Linked DNA regions of Mus musculus: regions 2, 3, 4 and 5 are each linked to region 1. A link is a contact called in public ChIA-PET, Hi-C and HiChIP or PLAC-seq data. All regions are on one chromosome and are shown on one strand. Each heading gives the region's core, a stretch centred on a gene start, on an enhancer-like site or on the middle of the called end of the contact. The rest is flanking DNA. Distances are from core to core; before and after follow the strand shown.

The links. Hi-C and Micro-C count contacts between places; a contact is called where the count stands out from the background. ChIA-PET counts read pairs in DNA pulled down with a chosen protein or histone mark. HiChIP or PLAC-seq counts read pairs in DNA pulled down with a chosen protein or histone mark.
Region 2: an RNA polymerase II ChIA-PET map of memory CD8 T cells shows a contact between it and region 1, with 10 read pairs. The contact joins the promoter of Eif2d here to the promoter of Elk4 in region 1. A contact is called at or near these places in 1 of 39 promoter capture datasets (erythroid cells), 1 of 484 Hi-C or Micro-C datasets (B cells) and 3 of 115 datasets of contacts at active chromatin or transcription factors (embryonic stem cells, memory CD8 T cells and pancreatic cancer cells).
Region 3: a Hi-C map of CD8 T cells shows a contact between it and region 1, with 5 times the contacts expected there. The contact joins the enhancer-like site here to the promoter of Elk4 in region 1. A contact is called at or near these places in 3 of 484 Hi-C or Micro-C datasets (CD8 T cells, memory CD8 T cells and regulatory T cells).
Region 4: a contact with region 1 is called in an RNA polymerase II ChIA-PET map of memory CD8 T cells, with 78 read pairs. The contact joins the enhancer-like site here to the promoter of Elk4 in region 1. A contact is called at or near these places in 5 of 484 Hi-C or Micro-C datasets (CD4 T cells, CD8 T cells, memory CD8 T cells and 1 more) and 2 of 115 datasets of contacts at active chromatin or transcription factors (memory CD8 T cells and thymic regulatory T cells).
Region 5: a FOXA1 HiChIP or PLAC-seq map of pancreatic cancer cells shows a contact between it and region 1. The contact joins the promoter of Rassf5 here to the promoter of Elk4 in region 1. A contact is called at or near these places in 2 of 115 datasets of contacts at active chromatin or transcription factors (pancreatic cancer cells and thymic regulatory T cells) and 1 of 9 other capture datasets (pancreatic islet).

The regions. Positions count from the first base shown.
Region 1 is chr1:132,006,289-132,009,098 of GRCm38.p6, reverse strand. It overlaps Elk4 (ELK4, member of ETS oncogene family), which reads right to left and starts at 1,479. Exons shown (of 5, transcript NM_007923.3): 1 at 1,159-1,479.
Region 2 is chr1:131,151,787-131,154,596 of GRCm38.p6, reverse strand. Eif2d (eukaryotic translation initiation factor 2D) reads right to left here and starts at 1,390. Exons shown (of 15, transcript NM_001136070.1): 1 at 1,172-1,390; 2 at 178-368. The coding sequence starts at 1,227.
Region 3 is chr1:131,183,357-131,186,166 of GRCm38.p6, reverse strand. The region is part of intron 2 of Rassf5 (Ras association (RalGDS/AF-6) domain family member 5); the gene reads left to right. It also overlaps a transcript of Eif2d not described here. Among named protein-coding and RNA genes, the nearest start is that of Eif2d, 32 kb to the right of the region's middle. Within about 2 kb of position 1,401, at least 133 of the 459 cell types and tissues checked have an H3K27ac peak or open chromatin away from gene starts, as enhancers often do. A contact at or near this core is called in CD8 T cells, memory CD8 T cells and regulatory T cells, where this site is marked.
Region 4 is chr1:131,203,301-131,206,110 of GRCm38.p6, reverse strand. All of the region lies in intron 2 of Rassf5 (Ras association (RalGDS/AF-6) domain family member 5), which reads left to right. Among named protein-coding and RNA genes, the nearest start is that of Gm28913, 40 kb to the left of the region's middle. Within about 2 kb of position 1,445, at least 41 of the 459 cell types and tissues checked have an H3K27ac peak or open chromatin away from gene starts, as enhancers often do. A contact at or near this core is called in CD8 T cells, memory CD8 T cells, regulatory T cells and 1 more, where this site is marked.
Region 5 is chr1:131,243,738-131,246,547 of GRCm38.p6, reverse strand. Rassf5 (Ras association (RalGDS/AF-6) domain family member 5) reads left to right here and starts at 1,370. Exons shown (of 6, transcript NM_018750.4): 1 at 1,370-1,859. The coding sequence starts at 1,418. Gm28913 (a long non-coding RNA gene) reads right to left here and starts at 1,458. Exons shown (of 3, transcript XR_878525.3): 1 at 1,182-1,458.

The DNA of each region.
Region 1 (2,810 bases), core at 230-2,729:
TTCTCGAAGAAGTGCAATGGAAAAAGAAGAGAACAGGGGCGCCTGGAGTGCAGACCAGCTGATGAACACCTGATGCAGACCCCAGTTTTGATACATAGCACAAGAAGGAAGGAGAGGAGGCTGAAAGCAACGGTGAGAGCCACAAGAGGATATTAAATGTATACTTTTTTTTTACCTTTTTGTGCTGGTGACTGAAGAGTACATCCCCTGCCTCAAATATATAATGGTGTCCCAAAAGTTAAGACAATATTTCCCCCCCAAAAATGTAACAAACTCCACGTAAGCAGTTTCCATTTTAAAATAAAACCAAAGATCAAAGAACAAAGAGTTCCTACAAGGAAAAGTTGAATCATACTCTTTTAAAAACACCACTCCTAGCCGGAAATACAGAAGCCCCACGTTCTGTGCATGGGGGGGAAGAGAGAAGAGCTCTGACCTTAGAACGGCAGCCATTCTACTGAAAGACTCTTACTTAAATGACCTAACCTTCACATTGCAAGGGCTCGAGAAAATGCCAACCGTGTCTTCTGAGTTCACCCAACAAATTCCCCCTTATTTCCTTGCCGATGCCCGTTAAAACTCCTCCCCTCAAAGATGTTTCCAATGCTTTTCCGAGGAAAAGCTTGCCACAGCTGTACAGGAAGCGAGGAGGACTGATGAAAAGTAGAGAAAGAAAAACCTGTGGCCGGATGGACAGCGAGCTTGGGGAAGGGAAGAATGCGGCGTGAGGCCGCGCGCCCCGAGATCAAAGTGCGGGGAGACGCAGACCTCCGGCCCGTGGGCGAGCCAAGAAAGCACTTTCACTTTCCAACTTCCTGCCACTCCGGCAAGTTAAAACCGTTCCCCTCTGCCCCACCCAGGCAACAAAAAACCGCTGCCACCTTCCGCCCAAGGGACTTCTCACGACCCACCGAGGTGCGGGCAAGGCGGAGGGGGCGCTCCGGCGAGCACCTGAGCTCCACCGAGCTGCTCCCCCAAGGAGAGCGCGCCAGCGGGCCCCGCCCACCCACCAGGTCCCACCCTCCCGCCACCAAGCTCCGCCCCTCCCTCCGCCCGGTGCACTTCCTGCCGCGCCCGCAACCTCCGCCCGGCCCGCGCGGAAACCTGGCTGAGGGGCGGTGGTGCGAGACCCCGACGGGGCGTGGGCGTGCTGCTCACCAGGCAGGGCACGGGACTCCTCGGCCTTGAACGCGGTGCGAGACTCTGTCGCCCACCGCTCCTCACACTCGGACCTCAAAGACCGCGCGGCGAACAGTGGCGACCCCCGCGCCGGGGCCCGAGAAAGCGGCGGCCGAGCCGAGCCAGCCGCGTGCCCGCAGCCGCCCGCATCTCCCGCTGCCGCAGGTCTCGAGCCCCGCCCTCGCACACGCGGCCGGGACGGCGAAGTGGCTATAGTTAAGCTGCCACTCGCCGTGCGTGCGCTCGACGTTCTTCACTACGGCCGCCGTCTCCCGTCGTTCCGCGGCCTCCGCCACTCTCAAACCCCCCCCCCCCGGCACTGCCGGGGCCCTTCCTCGACGCCGAAGCAGCGCGAGCGTCACTTCCGGGGGAGGGGCCGGGCCCCAAAGCCAGTGTTTTGTTTCTGGCCCGGGGCTCCCGTACGTACCCTGTTAGTCCGTCCCGTGCACTCGCTCCGGGGACTCCTGCTCTGCCGGACATTCGTACTTCCTCGCAGGCCCAAAGTCCTGCTTAGGGCTCTCGGGGTAGCAATCTGGGCCCAGGGCTGTGGCGGCGGAGCTGACGTGTGAGGACGACGCCCACTGGTTTACATTGCGAGCTACCACCACCACTTGATCAGAATCATTGACGAATGGTCTCTCTAGAATGGGAAAAGCTTTCCCCCTTACCAACTTAGCTTGGTCCAGAGCTTTAACTTTCTTTCTTTCTTTTCTTTTTTCTTTTTCTTTCTTTTTTTTTTTTTTTTTGGTTTAGAAACAGTATTTTAACACGTAGCTCTAGCTGTTCTGAACTCATAGGAGATCCTTCTGCTTCAACTCCTGGCCCCAAGTGGTGGGATTACAGATATTTACAGATGTGCACCACCACGTCCAGTCTAAGTGACTTTACTTAAGAATCCGAAACACCCAATTCATTGCCTGTAAAGTCACTGTGAAAACCTAATTTTCAAAACTTGCAACATCCAAAGAAGGGATGCAGAAATCAACACCCAATTCCAAGGTTCACAAGTGTTCGCAGCTGAGGCAATTGAGCGTTCCATTTTGTCTCCCTGCCCCACTAAACGAATGAGTGTGTTGTTTGTTTACTTAGGCTTTTTGAGACAGTTTCTGTACTTAAAGCTCTCATGGGATTGACTGTGCCACTCAATTTGGGGTTGGACTCTCAGCAACCCTGTCTCAGTATCAACATTATGAGGATGTTAAGCGTAAGCTGGTTCTTACAAATGTGATTTGTGTTTGGAAGCAAGGTCTCATGAAGTCCGAGCTGAGGTTGACTTTGAACTCCTGATCCTGTTTCCTCCACCTCCCAAGTGATGAATTTACAGGCTTTTAACACCAAGCTCAGTTTCATATATATATAGCTATAGATATCTATATAGATATATAGATACAGATATCTATATATATAATTTTTTCTTTGATAATTTCATACATGCATACAATATATTTTAAACATAGTCCCCCTCCCTCACCTTTCTGACTCCTCCCAGATCCCCCTATGTGCCCTCTTTTTCATTGTTTCTTAACCCAGTGAGTCCAGTTAGTATTGCCCATATATGCCTGGATGTGAGACAGTCCACTAGTCCACTAGATCGTGGTCAGGGACCCACCTCTAAAGAAAACTGACTCATT
Region 2 (2,810 bases), core at 141-2,640, 850 kb after region 1:
TTCTGGAAACACTAGGTCCCAGAAGATCCTTAGGAATAGTATTGGGAAATTCTGTGTTTATTTCATTTGAAAAGGTATGTTTATGGGGGAAAACAAAAACAAATATCACACCAAATCAACAGAGAATAACGTGTTTCACCAGGGCTGCAGTCTGGGCATTTCATCTGGTTACCATACCTGTTGGATACAAATTTTTCTCCAGTTCAAATAGGATGGGGTTACCACCACTCGTGTACACAGTCACCGAATCCCCTTTGTGAACATACAACTTCACAACATTTAGCTCTTCCTTTCCAGGTATCAATTCAGAGATCTGATCTGTTCCCAGGGCAGGGAAAGCAGCTGTCACATCGGCCCGGAGCTTTCTCCTGCAGAAAGCACACCAGCACGATGCACATTAATAAATACAGACATTCAGAATGACTATACAAATCATAAAGACTGAAGAAAGACTGCCTGGTTCGTGATGCCCCCTTCTCAGCTTTTCCAAATCCTATTATCTGTCTTATTCATTATTCTCAAGACCTCCTGGGCATATTATTCCATCGGAACACCTATTTTCACTAAGCAACCAAAGTTAGTCTTTAGAAAGTCATTGGAAACACAGATGACCTCACATGCTGTCCCCACTCCTGTCTTAGACTGGTTGGCAATCTGTCAACCTCTCATTAAAAGGCTACTATGGCACCAAGAATGATACCTAAAGAAAGCTGGCTCCAAAATCCCTGCGGAGCTATCCGTGTCTACGACACTGACTTAAAAAGGAGAGTTAACATCTCTCCTTACCACAGCTTTCTTAGGCTCTGCCACCTCAGGGCACGGACCTCTCCGACACCAGTCTCTCCGGCCAGGAATAATCGTTTAGGCGTTTCCCCCCCCCCCCCTATACTTTTAGTTTTGGTACACCATCTGAGTTCTCCCATGGACTCTAAACTCCATGGAGGACTTATATTCCCTCATTTTACATCTCCCACAAAACCTAGCTTGAGCCCAGTACACGCTAACTCAACTTTATTGTCCAAAAGACCAGCTGGAAGATAAAAAGAGACACCCCCACACCTTATCCTCAAAAATGTTTCTAACACCCCTGCTTGGCTCCCTGGGGTCTCTATGTGCAGCCCTACAAGTGTAGGAGCCTCGCTAGGCTAAGCAAAAGTATTCTCTCCCTCACCTGTCCGAGCCCTTGATGGCTGTGTTGGACTTGACCCGAAAGGCCTTAGCGAACATGTCTGCTGGAGTAGCTCAGGAAAGACAAGAAGAGCACAGACGCCAGGGGCGGTCAACAAAACGAAGGAGTGGCGGCTCCCGGACCCTCAACCCTGGAGGCAGCCATGCTGAGACTCGGCGCCAAAAAACAGCCTGCTAGGAACCCGGCCCTAGCCCTGATGCTGGCCCGGAACTGACGCAGCGCCAGGTGGGGAGGGGCGGGACAGACTCCGGAACTTCCGCTCCCGCTCTTCCACTTGGAACCGGGTGTACCTAGGAGCCTGCGGGTCTGTAGTTAGGGACGCCAGTTGTGCAAACAACGTCTTAGTTCTATTCTTTCTGCTCCATCCGCTTTAGATACGGCGTTGAGAAGAAACTGCCTGATTGCAGTCTATTCGACATGCGTCAAGTCCACAAAATGAACTGAGTTCATATTTTATTTTTTGAATTCATATATTATTAAACTTGCAGGTTTCATTGAATGCTGGTTCGCCCTCTTTTTAAAAATGCTTTTAAATGCTTAAAGGCTTTTATTTATCCATATCTTTATATGGTATTACAAACTAAAGGCTTCAGCTAGGATTTTTTTTTTTTTCCTCCTTGACGTTTAATTTGCACGCTGTAATAATAGCAGCAACAAGGAATACACTCCACCCTGGATTCGGTTTTGCCCAGGCTACTAGTAACAAAGTTCAATAACAAAGATGGGGCTTCCCTCAGAGAAACAACTGTGTACTCTACGGACAAGGATTTAAACTTAGGTTTAAATTAAACTTAAACCTAGGTTGCTTATGTTCTATTAAACTAGCGTTTGCATATCAGCTCTTCGGAGCAGAGTGCCCTTTCACTAACCGTAACCATTATCATAGTCGTCGTCATCATCATCATCATCCTAGTTGCTAAACTAATTTCACATTGATTGTCCAAAGTGCCTGGCAATCTCTACCTGTCATATACTAGGGCCTAGTTGCTAGCCTCAACTTCTACACCTCTGAGCCTCCAGACTTTTATTAGAAGCACCTCACCCCAAACCAAAGGCAGAGGAGCCTAGAGGAAAGCATTACCTGCAGACTCCTGTTCCTTGGACTGCTATGAAGTCACATTTAGGATATGTACCACCGAGTGTTTGTGGTCTGGAGAACTGAAGAAAATTTTAGGGGAATACTAGACATTTCAAACTGGGGAAACTATTGTAGATCCGAAGATGTCGATTGCCTTCCTAGAAATTAATGGCCAATAAGTAGGAGCCAAGATTCAGAGACATAGGCACTGCCACACCCAGTCTCTCCTAATCAAGAGCATAAATCCATACATGCTGGTTAGTTCTTTTGTGGAATTGACAAAAGCTAGAGTCATCTGAGGAGTGGGAGCCTCAGTGGAGACAATGCCTCCGTGGGAGACTGAGCTGTAGGCAAGTCTGTAGGGCATTTTGACTAAGGATTGGTGTAGAAAGGTCTAGCCCATTGTGGGTGGTGCCATCCCTGGGCAGGTGGTCCTAAGTTGTGTTAGAAAGCCAGCTGATCAAGCCAGTATGCAGCAGTTCCCCTATGGTTTCTGCTGCATTTCCTACCCTAACCTCCCTCAGTGTTGGACCTCTTACTGGA
Region 3 (2,810 bases), core at 152-2,651, 820 kb after region 1:
TCACAGGCAAGGAGAACACTTGGACACATTTTAGGAGAGTGACTTTTTTTTTTTTAGAACTGAGGTTTGTGTGATTTAGATCAAGCCAAAGCCAGCACTGAGGGTGGACACACTCTCCTCTGCCTCCGCCCACTGTCACTCTGTGAACTTGGCTGGAGATTTCTAGAAGCTACCGGCCTCACTCCTTAGAGGGTCATCCTTAGAGCAGAATAACCAAAATGAAGATTCCCGTTTGTCTCTGATTGCACTGTGGACCTAGCCAGTGTTGCCTTGAAGATAAAATACAGCAAAGTCTGACCTAGCATAAAGCTGTCTGTGCTGGGGTTTTTTTTAAAGATATTTTGACTTTATTTGGTTTTTTGAGATAATAGTTCTGATAGTTCATTATATAGACCAGGCTGCTCTTGAATTTGCAGTGATCCTCCTGCCTCTGCCTCCTAAGTGCTGGGGTTATGGGTGCTTGCCACCACTCCCAACCCACTGAGGGCGTTTTAATAGATATTAGGGAATGGGGGGGGAGGGGATCTGTGCTCTTATGACTGGCACACAGCCTGTCACGTGGTTGTCATGCCTCCACTTTATAACTTCCTTACTGCAGTACCTTCAAGAGCTTACAGTGGTCACAGCCTTTTGTGGCTTAGGACGTTAGACAAGCCAGCTTTTCAGCAGTACCATGGATGAGCCAGGCATGCTGAAAACAGCTTAGCTGCTGCCAGGGATTAGTCAGAGAGAATCAATTCCATGTTGCAAGTCCCAAGATGGGTAAACTCTCGGAGAGACACCTGACAGGATAATACCTAGATTTACTAAATTATAAGAGTTCCCCATTCTGTTTGGACATTGGGGAGCCCCAAGACATAAGCGTGTATCTTCCTGGCTTCTGCCTTGTGTCCATCATTAGAGAGACACGTCCTGCACTGTGAGGGCTTGAGATTGTGTCAGATGAACAGAAACCAGAGCCTGCCTTGTCCTCGGACACAGCGGACTCTGCCTTTTAGGTAAAATGTGGGGCCAGCTTTTATCTGTTGGCCCCAAAATAGTAGCTCTGTAGCTGGATGGAATTGTTGTGAACTCTGCAACATGTTGAAATCATCTAATAGATTTCAAAAATTCTTGTTCCCAGACTACACCCCAGATCAATCCCAGATCACTCTCTAAGGAGAAAGTCCAGGAAACCACATTTTTAGAAAATCCCCAGATGACGCCAATGTGCTTGGAAGTTTTAAGAGTCCATAATCTAGATTCTACGGTGTTTCCCAGGTGGTGGATTTTGAGCTCCTGGACGGGGCTCACTGATTGGCCTACTTTGGAAAGTGATTCATTCCATCTGTAGGTTAGATCTTGCCTGGCAGGTTCAGTGTGGGCAGCAGCCAGACTGAACTGGGTGCTGACATTTGGCGCTGACATTCTATGTGAGCAAGGTTCACAGTGTTGGGCACACACAGGCTGCTGACGCTCCTAGGTAGATGGAGCTCATCGACCGCCCCCCCCCCCCAAGACCAGATCTTCCAATGCTGAGGTCAGGAATGCCATCTTCTGCCTTGGTCTGGAAGGTACCCATGGCTACTTGCATCATTTTCCAGCCTTGTGGAAAGGGAACAGAATAGATCGGTTGATGTAATGAATAAAAAAAGTGGAACAGGAAGAAGAAACCTAAAGCCAAGGCAGCTGTGACTCACTGTGGTCCAAAGTGGGCGTGGAAGCAGGCCTTCAGCAGCCACAACACAGCTGCTTTTTCAACAAGGAAATGGCTGGAACGGAAAACAGAGGTCTTCCAGGGACTTCTAGAGTTTTCCATCACTTAATTCTTTTTTTGTAGATGAATATGAGAATGTCCCAGGAATGACAGTCAGCCTGCCTGAGATGAGTAGAATGAAGGCTAAAACAGCAGCCACCCAGCTACCCATTCTGACTTGAAATGACCAGAGAGCAAGGCAGGGCCATAGCCAGGCACATCTGGTCCATAGAGAGGTATCCAGCATGTGGAGACTGGAAATGGAGAGTCCCAGAAGTGAAGACAAATGAGAGGAATCCGTTTGGAAGCCTCCAGATGAATGAGTCAGGTGAAGACAGCCTGTGAGGCTCACGTGAGTTATGCACTTTAAGCAAACAGGAGATGTCCCAGCAACTATTTTCTCTTGGGCATTCTTCAAGATCAAGTAAGAGGACATACTGGCAGGCCCCTACATCCTGCCAGCTGCCCTCACTCCAGATGTTAGGAGTCCCTCTTTGCCAGCTTCATAGATGATGCAAAACCCACTGGGATGCCTAGAGCTGGACCCACTGATAGGCCAGCTTAGATGAATGTTCCACAGGCCAGGTCTTGTTTTATCATCTGTTCATCCCAGGCCTGCAGTGTTAAAGTTCAGTGACCATTACTGGTGTGGTGGGGTGCTGATCCCGATAGCAGAAGGGGCTGCCCTAGGGTGGCCACATGCTCAGTTGAGAACTTGACTCCATGCTTATATGGACTTCATTCTTGCTCCTACTTGGCTACTCACTAGCAATGGGCTATCAGCATATTTATTTTCTATGTTCATGATCTTACAATAGGAATGCCATAGGTAGTGTGTCAGAGAAGGTATCTGGACCACCAACCCAGTAGTTACCATCAGGAGCTGTGGGTGAAAAGTGCACAGGAGCAGACCATGCAAGAGCCTCGAATGAAAGAGGATGTCGGCTCGTCTCTGTGGAGGGCTGGGAAGGTGGAGCCATACAGACCCAGCAATGCCCACTGCTCTTGGCAGTTTCCTGTGCCCTATAGGATTGGCGAGTGGGAGGAGGAAGTGCTGATGTGCTGTGCGTGTGAT
Region 4 (2,810 bases), core at 196-2,695, 800 kb after region 1:
AACTCAAAGATCCTCCTGCTTCTGCCTCCTGAGTGCTGGAATTAAACGTGTGCGCCACCACCTGGCCCGCTCTTTGCTGTGGCTTTTGACTATTTGAGTATCATGTGCTTTGCTGGTGGATGTTTCTTTTGCTTGGGGTTCATTCGCTTTGTTGGCTGTGTGGATTTATGTTGCCCTCAAAATTGGGAAATTTATAGGCATTTCTTCAGGTTTTTCCACCCTCTGACTGCTTTCCTCTGGAGGAGTCCACTTACATATATTATTGTTTGGCTCTCTGCATTTGTTCTACAGCTTACCTCTTTGGTCTTTTTGGAGGTGGTGTTGTTGTTGTTGTTGCTGTTTTCTCTGTTTCCTTGGGGCAGTTACTACCACCATCCTCTGTCCACCATAAAGTGGAGGTGATCTGCCACCTCTAGCTTGTGAACATTCGCATGAATGTGGAAAAGGCAGAGATCCAGCCCAGTCTCTCCTGGCAGACTTGGGAAGCGAGGGAACAGACTGCATCAGATTCCCACCCGGTCTCTTCAGCGTTTGCTTTCTTGGTTCTCATGATTACAATTTAGCCTATGTTTCTGTCCTGACTCGTTTCCTAGAGAAGGAATGGTTCGTCTTTCTCCCAGTGAATTCCAGAAGTGGCCAGACAGGTGCCAGCCCGTCCACATGTGCCACAGGAGAGCCAACTCTCTCTACCTGACTCTGGCTACACTTGGCATACCCTGTGCCGTGGCGTCTGTCAATTCCCTACCATTTCAGAGCCAGCAGTTCTACCTGACCTAACAATTCTCCTGCACCCAGGACCTTCCACACAGGAGCCTCCCAAGGCCACTTTGCCCGGCATAGGGAGAACTCATTCTTGCCGTGCCAGAGCCAGATACCTTCAAAACAGTATAGTACCTGAGAGCCTGCCTCTAAAAAGGGATGGAATTCCAATTCTGTCCCCCGAAAAGCTTGGGAGTCCCTGAGACATTTCTTTGTGCTCCCCACAGCCTGTGAGCAGTGGGCTTCCAAGATGGTCATTCCCGAAGCCCCGAGGTGCATGGCAGCAGGACCTTCCTTTCTGTGGGTAGTACCATGAGGGCTAAAATCTCACAGTAGAAGGCCACCCCACCCCAGATTCTACAAGATTAGCCGCACACTGGATGGGGGACCTGAGGGAGAAAGTTGCTGAACAGAAACGCTCCTGTTCTCTAGTTTCATGAAAGGACAACAAGGGCACAGATTCTAGACCTGACCCCAGCCTGATCATGAGCTCTTCAGGGCTTCAGCTTTTTGGTGTGGGTGGCTGAGTTAATCCAACCGAACTCACAGTCTATATGCATCCAGACTCTGTCGGAGCTCTTAGCCTGGCAGTCAAGCAAGAGAAGCATGGTGTGGGCTAGTGTCTCCGAGAAAGTGAATCTCGAGTGAGTCTAACCTAAATGGTATACAGATGCTTATCTTGTAAGACAGGAAATCGTCTGTGGAAAAACTGAGTAGTCTGCTTTACATGGCCCCATGTCATGCTCAGAAATGCCACCCCAGGGACGGGAGATAGCGGTCTTAAGATTGAACCTAAATAAGACATCTGGGAAAGGATGCTTCTGAGGAAGGTGTGGGACGTGTGGTCATCACTGGGGGACAGGAAGCAGAGGACAGAGGAAGGGGTGTGTGTGTGTGTGTGTGTGTGTGTGTGTGTGTTGAACACATACATCTATGTATGTATGCATGTGGTAGCCAGAGAACAGCCTCAATGCCCATTCCTCAAGAATGCTATTTACCTTATTTCTGTGTGTTGGGGTGGTATGTGCAGGGGAGTATACATAGAATGCTCATGTATGCGTGTGCATGTGCACGAGAGGCCTGGGAAGGGCATCAGATACCTTCCTTGGCCACTCATGACATTAACCCTAACACTCAGTGACTCAGCTGGCCTGGCTGGCCAACAGGCCCAGAGGACCCTCCTGTTTCCTTCTCCCTGGTTCAGGAACATAGGTGCGTGGCATCATGCCAGGCTTGTTATATTGGTGTTGGAGGTTGAACGTAGGTCTCCGTGCTTGTGTGACAAGCCCTTTATTGACTGAGCTGTCTCCCTGACCCCCAGAAGAAGATTTTGACAAACAGAGAGAACACGAGAAGGAAGGATGGCTTCTGGGAATGCAAGTCAAATTTAGCACAGCTGTAAGGAGGGAACTTGGTTGTGGCTGCTGCCTTGATGGTAATGGGCTGAATCTCTGGACCTGTCAGCCAGCCCCAATTAAATGCTGTCCTTTATAAGAGTTGCCTTGGTCATGGTGCCTGTCTGTTCACAGCAATAGAAACCCTCGCTCAGACACTGGGGCTGAGTTAGGAGAGGTGGCTCAGAGGTTAAAAGCACTGGCTCCTCCAGAAGTACTGGGTTAGGTTCCTGACTGTCCAGTGGCAGCCAGCAACCATCTGTAACTTCAGTCCCAAAGACTCCAACACCTGGACTCCAGGGGCACCAGGCACATAGGTGGTGTGCAGACATATGCAGGCAAACACACTAGTCCTTGCCCCCCAGTGTCACTGCTTTTCTGGAACATGCTGAACCCCAGGATGAATATGACAAGGGCTGTGATCTCCTATTAGGATGACGTGTGAACCAGGAGGACAGCCTAGCATCATGTCTTTCATTGCCTGGCCCTGAGTCAGGGGAGTGGGCCACTCACCGTTCACCAAGGGTTTCACAACCTGCGTGGTGCAGGTAGGGCTCTGCACGGCACACTTTGGGCCCAGTCCTGTCCCTGGCCCCATGGGCATGATAAGGCAGATCCCATGTTCTGTGGCTTACCCCTTATAAGTTTGAATTCTGC
Region 5 (2,810 bases), core at 121-2,620, 760 kb after region 1:
ATTCCAGGTCTGGTTTCAGAATCCCCACACATTCTATACATACATTATTGCTCCCAATACTCTAACCTGAGGGTTCTCATCCCTTTTATAAGGTAGCTTGTGTGCAGAGAGAACCTATGCATTTTAACCCCGCCTATATTAAACACCGGTACTGTGAAAGTGTATATGAATCATTGCTATCCAGTATTATTTAATAAGTAAGGAGAAAGAGTGTGTACATGTTCACTATAGACATGCCCCTCCCCCAATATTTCTACCAGTGGTTTGTTGAGACCCAAAATACAGAATTTTTGAATTTGGTGCAGTGACTCTATTCCCATAGTTGCTTGCTGGTGGCTGCCACTAAATCAATCAAACCTGTAATTTAAGGGGGGCAGGGGGAGGCGGGAATGTGAGCTAGGCCTAAGTCAGAACCGCAGAACTGGAAAGAGCAAAGGCGCCTGCAGCTACAAAACCAGCCTGTAGAGGGCCCAGGACCCTTGCTAGCCTACGACCGACCGACCGGGCACAGGTTCGAAAATCCACAGTCCCACCTGTTCTCTATCCCTTGAGACGGCACTGTGGACAGGCCCACTAGTTATTACCATTACATAATTTTCAAGACCCAGTGCAAAAAGAATAGGCCGGGTTAAGAATTAGGATTTTCAAGATGGTGGCGACATAACCTTAAGCCAGACAGGAACCTATGGCGCACCCCTTGGTGCTGGTAGGATGCGGACTTCTCCACCCTGCGCCCCTGCTCAGGTGGACCTTCCATACCAAAGGAGGTGTGTAAGGGATTGGCATTCATTTCCGCAGTGATTACTCCAGCAACTAAGGGGGGAGGGGCGTAATTCGGGAGGAAAGTTCCTGTCCACCCATGGGGCACAGAGAGGTCTCTCATGATCACCGGATCACCAAGGATCACCAGTCACTCTAATCCCAGTCTTCGGGGAGGGGCAGTCTATGTAGCAGAGGTGAGAAGGGAGAGAGCTGATGTAGCCAGCTTCCCACGGGCAGCTCGGAGAATCCGCGGGCCGCCTTACTGACAGCGGCGGGCTAGCTCCTGTCCCGGGGCCACACCAGGTTGCCAAAGCCCTGCCTTCCCACCTGCTCCCCGCCCCGCCGGTGTTAGGGCGCCCTGGGAGACGCCCAGAGGGGACGGGGCAGAGCTGAAGACAGGCGCAGGAGCCGGCGCCTACCGAGCTCGCGAAGCCTCTCGGGTGCTCGGACCTTCACCACCGCCTAGTCGCCGAGTCACTCCTAAATCCACGCGGCTCCGACCCGCAGTCACGCGTGTTGCCCTTCCGGCCTCTCGGTGGGCTCCGCCCCGCCCCGCCCCGCCCGCGGGCTGCGGGCCCTTTAAAAGCGCGCTCGACCGGAGCCGCCCCTTCTGTTGGCCAGGCTCGGTAGCTGCCGCCGCCTGCGGGCCTTGGCCATGGCTTCCCCGGCCATCGGGCAACGTCCCTACCCGCTGCTCCTAGATCCCGAGCCGCCGCGGTATCTGCAGAGTCTGGGTGGCACCGAGCCGCCACCTCCCGCCCGGCCGCGCCGCTGCATCCCCACGGCCCTGATCCCCGCGGCCGGGGCGTCAGAGGATCGCGGTGGCAGGAGGAGTGGCCGGAGGGACCCCGAACCCACGCCCCGAGACTGCCGACACGCTCGCCCTGTCCGGCCCGGTCTGCAGCCGAGACTGCGGCTGCGACCTGGGTCACACCGACCCCGCGACGTGAGGAGCATCTTCGAGCAGCCGCAGGATCCCCGCGTCTTGGCCGAGAGAGGCGAGGGGCACCGTTTCGTGGAACTGGCGCTGCGGGGCGGTCCGGGCTGGTGTGACCTGTGCGGACGAGAGGTGCTGCGGCAGGCGCTGCGCTGCGCTAGTGAGTGAGGGCGGGGAAGGTGCGCGAGGTGAAGGGCTCTGAGCCCGGGAGAGGAGGCCATTGCCTTTTGTGGCCAGTCCGAACTTTTAGGCAGGTTACCTTTGGAGACAGCTGCTGTCACTGCCTGGCATCCTTTAATGGCTGCCCACTGACCAGAGGTAGTTGTATGTGTACAGTTACGTATCCTCAGACGGGTTTGAGCCTTCTCCCCCGTGCGCGTAAACAAGCTTGTTTGTAGGTTGGGACTGATGGCTCTCCACAAGGTCATTGTGTCTTACGCACACCCTCTTCTTCCTTTAGTTGTGAGTTTTAAAAATGAGGTAGTGATATTGACAACGAAGTGAGTATTTGACACTTATTAGGGTTAATGGGGAGATGACTCGGTGGTCACCTCAGGTTCTCTCAGGCTCTTCCTCCTAGGGAGCTGTTGGCATGGGAAGCCTGGTTAGGCTTTGAATGGAAGCAGGCTGTGAGGCTGAAAGATGCCAAGGTCACCTGCACCTGAGGCCTCCTCAGCCCTCCACACCTGGCTCAACGCTCTATACTCTGCTCCAGTGTGTGACTGTGCCTCGTGGCCTCCTCTTCCTCCTCCTGTCCCCCTGCACCCGCCTTCCAGCCCTAAAATCACTAAGCTCCCCGCCAGTTCCTTCCTTCCACAAGGCATCCCCACTGGCCTGCTGGCTTCTCCCAATCTTACTGTAACACTGGGCACCAGTATAGAGAGTTTCTGAGCAAGTCTGCGCTCTTTTTAGGGCTTATCATTACCTCTCGCCAATGGTGAGTCTGTATCCCTGTATAAGTCTCCTCCCCACCAACCCAGGGATCTGCTGTTGCCAGAGGATACTCATACCCGTGTGTTTACGTAGCTCCTTTGAACATATGAAGCACGCAGTGCAATGACAGCTTCCGGCAATCATCTGTGGACATGGATTACAGTCACATCTTTTGGTA